2 separate regions of the Mus musculus genome follow, and region 2 is linked to region 1. Evidence: chromatin contacts called from public promoter capture Hi-C data. All regions are on one chromosome and are shown on one strand. Each heading gives the region's core, a stretch centred on a gene start, on an enhancer-like site or on the middle of the called end of the contact. The rest is flanking DNA. Distances are from core to core; before and after follow the strand shown.

Region 1 (2,776 bases), core at 76-2,575:
GAGTTTTTAATTCGGTTTTCCTCGTACTCACAGGGGATATCTTTGAAAGTTTTTCCTCGCACCCTCCGCTCATCCTGCCCCTGGGCAGCTCACGCCTGCGCCTCACCGGCCCTGTGACAGATGACGCATTGCATAGAGAACTGCGCAGGCTCCGTCGCCTCCTCTGGGATCTTGAACAGCAGGAGCTGCCAGCCAATCATCGCCATGGACCCCCGGTGGCTTCGACACCTTGAAAACCAATGAGAAAGGAACGCGCGCAGCTTGAAACTGCATCGCTTCTTAAAAGGGAGCCCGCCTGGGCGTAGAGCATTTTGGGAGTTGTAGTTTTCCCTGCGTAGACGGCTGAGAGTTTGAGTTGTTGGGTTGGTAGACGATGGGACAGTGGGAAGATGGGCTTGGGATGTGAATGCCAAGAAGTAATAAAAATATCTGTGGTATTGACCTCACTTGTCAAGATTTGGGGGCCTTAGCAAAGATTTTTTTTTAAGGTGCCAGGGACTGTGCTTGGAACGTTGGGCGTCTGCCGAGTTTGGGGAGATATTTCTAGCCATGGCCTCAGCTTGCCCTCTAGCACGAAATGTGACCCTGTAGTACTGAGCACTGTCACACAACTCGGAACACAGCCTGGACCATGTTCTTCTGAATATCAGACCCCATGTACTACCAGTGAGAACAGGTCATCACCATCTCCCTCTTACCTACAAAGTCCAAACTTTAGCTTTCTCCCCCCAGTCCTTCCGATGCTGTCTGCCTACTGTGCACACCGCTGACTTCCAACACCCAGCACCTCTCGGGTACTAGTCCTATTCCATCAGATCCAAGAATGCAAACCTCAGCTCTCCTCTCCCATACCAGAGGCCTAAGACTCCGTCCACCACCCTCAGACCCAGAGTCCTGACTTCTGCCCCCTTCCTTTTTAGAACTAGGAGTCTGGGCCTCATGTTTGAACTTTCCCCTCCTCTGAACTTGACTCCTACTGCTGTGTCAGGAAAAAAAGAACCAACAGGTGGCACCTGCCGGCAGGGTCTGAACACGACCACCTGCCGCTGTTGCTCACCCGGGTCCCTCTCTCTGCACCTGCTCCTGTCTGTCGCCAGTGACCGCTCCACCCAACCCACAGCTCGGGACTCGGGGGAGGAGATAGTAAGGGAACCCTCGAAGTGAGCCAGGCCGGTCCTCACGGCGTGTGTGTCCCGCCCCTTTTCTGGGTCCTTGCAGGGCTTCTGATCCAAGGCTCGCTCTCTTGACTCCCACTCGCCCTAGAAAGGGGAGTCGAGGGCGGCCCAAGGCTTGTGGGGTGGAGCCTAAGGTCTCCAGCCTAATCCGGGAGACTCCACCCGCTTCAAGGCACAGCTGAGTAGCTGAGAGGAGCCTACCTGGTGAGAAGCCCCTGGGGTAGATATGGGGATTTTTTTTTTTCATTTTACCCTTCATTCTCCGTTCTGGTTCCCCCTTCTGGTCCCAATATCTTTCCCACAGAGCCCCGTGCATGACACTCAACCCATTCTGTTTCAGGGACCCCTATGTTTCCCAGACACTTGTCATATTCTTTGATTCCCGTCTGTCCTAGAATCTTCGATTCTAGTCCCTAACAGCATGCAGTTCTCGTCCTTAATCTCCTCCTCCTTCAGGGTTCAGACTCCAGACGACTGCTTCCTGCACTTTCAAAGGCCCAGAACTCCAGATTCCAATGCTCTCCCTCTTAGATGCAGGAGCCCATGACGCAGGTCCTTCCTGTACCGCCAAGATCCAGGGATTTAGACCCAGCCCTTTTGCTTCCGACTCAGAACTCCAGGCCCAAAGCCTTCTACAGACACAGCAGTCCATGCCCAAGTACTTCTCCCTCCAGCCAGAACTCCAGGCCGCAACCTTTCTTCAGTCCTAGGGCTCCAGGCCCCAGCCCGTGTCTCTCACACCCGGAGGTTCAGGACCAGCCCTCCTTTCTCAGACCCAAGGGCCCAGAGACCAGTCATCCCCCAAAAGAGCTGATCTGGCCCAGTACTTTTGTCTCTAACCTTTCACACTGTCTCCAAAATTCCCCCAATGGCAGCCTCCCGTCATCCACTTTGACCCTGCCGCGCTCTGGTGGCTCTGGCTTCCTCTGTCCAGGTCTCCACCTCAGCCTTGGCAATGACCCTGGCAGCCTCCTCCCAGCGCTCCCAAATCATCCGTTCCAAGTTCCGCTCTGGTGAGAGGTTGCTTGTCTCTATGCATGTGGGGAGGGGTCCCGGAGCCAGGGCCCAGGGTCCCAGTAACATGATTCTCTGGCATGCGTGAATCGACCAGTGGTGTTCACATACAATGTCACTTGTGCTATGGAGTGGAGTAGTAGATGAATGTGCACATGGCTTGCTAAGCCATAGGTGGTGACACCCAAGAGTGCATATGTTGCAAAGGACTTAAACTGACCTGTAGGCAAAGCAGAGGAGCAAACTGAGACCTGAAGTGCATGTGTGTGTGGCAGGGGGACCAAGAGCTATCAAGCCTTGAAAATGTCATTAGCCAGGATTTGTTGCCAATGCAAAGAGTTCTGAACACTCAGAGAGGAGCAGAAATGTGCACTGGAAACTCTTTGCCCCCAAACTGAGGGTCAAGTCTTGAACATGTGAGTGACATTCCTGTGGGTGCATGCCAGCAAGAGTAAGTTGGGGTGGGAAGTCATGTAAAGTTGTAGTGCAAACTAGAGTCCAGAGAGATTTGAGCTCCAGGGTTTAGTTTGCAGGGTGCTGGCTGTGGGGAATTCGAGGGGCAAAGGGGTGCGTGGATAAAAGGAAGT
Region 2 (2,776 bases), core at 111-2,610, 150 kb after region 1:
CTGCAGTTCTGTGTGCCGCCGCGTAGGGTGGGACCCCGAGACTGCAGCCTGGCACGTGATGTGTGTGTGTGTGTGTGTCTTGTCTGATGTGTCGGTGTCCCTGACGGCCAGGTTCCAGCCTTACCTCTGCCTATCCCCTGTTCTGTGCATGGGGCAGGTGACTGCCCCTCTCTGTGCCTCAGTTTCCTTACCTATACATTGGGCATGAAAAAAGAACCTGTCTTGGGGGCTGTTGTAATGATTGGAAGGTAATACTGTAAATCTTGGGAAACGCCTGGCGCAGAGTAAATCCTGCCAAGAATAAATACATGAAATAAACTACGCTTATGCATCTTTTGTGCCCATGTGTGTTGATGTCTGTGGTGTGAGACTGCAGTGGATAAGGAGTCCTCATAATCACGTCTAAAGAGTGTGTCCATTCATGCTGTCTATTTAGGTAGGTGGTGTGCCTTTGTGTGTAATACGTGTGCACAGGGCATGTTTGTACCCGTTCTATATTTGTGTTTTTGCATAAGCTATGTAGCTCTGCATGTATGAACCGTGTGTTCCCGTGTGCATGTATGTGATATGCATTTGTCCCTGAAGGTGAGCAATGTGCAAACCCCGTGCCTGCATACATGCATGTGTTGTTTCTGTATGCTCCATATGTGACTGACAAGCCTGTGTCTGTGTGCATGCAACTGGCTTTACGTGTTTGAGTTAGTGATTTCTGTGTGTTCTTTGTTGCCTGTGTGGAATATCAGTTTATGACAGCATGCCTCCTCATGTCCCAAAGGGTCTGAATGGATCTTTGTGATACCTCCCTATGTTTGGAGCTCTGTGTTGTATGTGTGCGTGTGCGTGTGTGTTCATGTGATGCTGGGTATTCCTGTGTGGCTGGGTGAATCTGTACCAACCAGAGTCTGGACTGCCTATGCATTCTCAGTGTGGTCTGTCCCTGTGTCTTTGTGTGTGACGTGTCCTTGTCTCCGTTTGCTGATGGCTGTCCACCTTTGTATGAGAGGCGCTTGTGAAGGTTCCTGTGACATGTCTCAGCTGTGTGTGGGCTGCGTGGGCTTGCTATCTGCATCTTAGCATGTAGCACACGTGTGGGCACCAGTGTTGTGTCACAGTGGTGTCAGGGCCACGCACTGTGGACCCTGCCCCCCTCCAAGGGTCTGTTGGTCTCTGTCTGTCCCTCCTCCCCCTCCCTATTCTCCCCTCCCGCCTGGCAGCCAATGCAACCGGGAACCAGTTGCCATGACAACGCTCCCTCCTTCCTCCTCCCACCCTTCCTCTGACAGGCTCTCTGCTCCCCCAATCCCGATTGTCCTCGGGGGCGGGGCCCTCGTTCTCTCCCCCCCCCATCTTCCCCTCCCCCCTACCCCAGCAACCCCGGCTCCCCAGCTCCTCTCCTCCGTCCGCCTCTCCATCCCTTCATCCGTCTGTCCTTTCGAGGAGGGGGAGGGGGGTATCAGAACCAGTAAGCAACCCCTCCCTCCCCCTGTCCTGCATCTCCCGCCCCTCTCCTGGGCTGAGGGAGGCCAGGGTTGAGCGGGTCCCCATGGCTGGGGGCTGAGGGCCCGCCCCCCCTCCTCCCCAGCCGCCGATTCCTCCACCTCCCTTCCATCCTGGACAAGATGCCTGCACCCGGCGCACTCATCCTCCTGGCGGCCGTCTCCGCCTCCGGCTGCCTGGCGTCCCCAGCGCACCCGGGTGAGTATGTCCAGCCGTCCGCGGCCCGCGCCCCACCCCCACCGGGTCCGCCCGGCACCTGTGCGCAGTCCCTGGGGACCAACGGGTCTGCAGGGCCAGGGAGACCAGCCAGGGCGGGTGGGGAGTGGGCTGCGGGCCGAGTGCGTGCTTGTGAGCGTGCATGTGAGCTCATGTGCACGCGAGTGCACACGGGTGCGCGGGGAGATGGAAGGCCGCGGCCTTTGGGAAAGAGAGAGACCCTATTTCTAAGGGGAACACAGCTGAGGCTTTGCAGAGACCCCTCCCTCAGGTCTGAGGCTGAGGCTAGAGAACAAGTCTGTGTTCCCTGTGTCTTTAAAAGAAACAGTTCTCAGTCACCCTTCAGGCGTGGGGTGGGCAGTGCGTTCAGCTCGGGGCAAATATCTGCCAACAGCCTGCTATTGGGGGAATGATGGTCATGAAGCTGTCTATGGTAGCATATTGTAAATTCTCAGAGCTCCAGGCCTCACTATTGCTGGTCACTGGAATGTATCCGGGTTACGGGATGCGTTTGGGGTGGGGGGTGGGTCCCAGTTTGAAACGATAGGAGGGACCCCACCCCCAACCACCTGGGAAGACCTTAAACTACAACTCCCACAATACGTTAGACCACCTGGCTCCCCTGCCAAGGAGCCCCTGGATTCGGAGCATCATGGGGGTTGTAGTCCAAGACTAGCCTAGGATGGGAGGGGCATGAGTCCGGTAGCCAGTGTCTTGAAGCCCAGACCCCAGCCTAGCCTTATGCCCACAGATGGATTCGCTCTGAGCCGGGCCCCTTTGGCTCCGCCCTACGCTGTGGTCCTCATTTCCTGTTCGGGTCTGCTGGCCTTCATCTTTCTCCTCCTTACCTGTCTGTGTTGCAAACGGGGTGATGTTCGTTTCAAGGTGAGGTGCCCTAGGACTAACCTGGGAGAAAGACCCCAGGCAGCAAAGAGACTGGAGGTCCCAGAGCACTCCCAAGACCTACGGCTTTGGGATGCGCACACTAGCGGAAATTGGGCTGGGATTTGAGGGACAGGTCTGTGGACTGAAGGGAGGCAATTAGGGCAGGATGGCGGCATCT

The links. Promoter capture Hi-C pulls out the DNA fragments that hold promoters and counts their contacts.
Region 2: a contact with region 1 is called in a promoter capture Hi-C map of hippocampal neurons, with 1.7 times the contacts expected there. The contact joins the promoter of Lmtk3 here to the promoter of Mamstr in region 1. A contact is called at or near these places in 3 of 39 promoter capture datasets (the 3T3-L1 cell line, hippocampal neurons and pre-B cells) and 6 of 484 Hi-C or Micro-C datasets (the G1E-ER4 cell line, Th1 cells, cerebellum and 2 more).

What each region holds. Positions count from the first base shown.
Region 1 is chr7:45,638,652-45,641,427 of GRCm38.p6, forward strand. It overlaps Mamstr (MEF2 activating motif and SAP domain containing transcriptional regulator), which reads left to right and starts at 1,326. Exons shown (of 10, transcript NM_172418.2): 1 at 1,326-1,379; 2 at 2,051-2,188. The coding sequence starts at 2,131. Rasip1 (Ras interacting protein 1) reads left to right here. Exons shown (of 12, transcript NM_028544.1): 12 at 34-441. The coding sequence ends at 233. It overlaps A030001D20Rik (RIKEN cDNA A030001D20 gene), which reads right to left and starts at 107. Exons shown (of 2, transcript NR_152217.1): 1 at 32-107.
Region 2 is chr7:45,783,987-45,786,762 of GRCm38.p6, forward strand. Lmtk3 (lemur tyrosine kinase 3) reads left to right here and starts at 1,361. Exons shown (of 15, transcript NM_001290990.2): 1 at 1,361-1,695; 2 at 2,465-2,598. The coding sequence starts at 1,620. Gm5897 (predicted gene 5897) reads right to left here and starts at 481. Exons shown (of 2, transcript NR_153811.1): 1 at 1-481.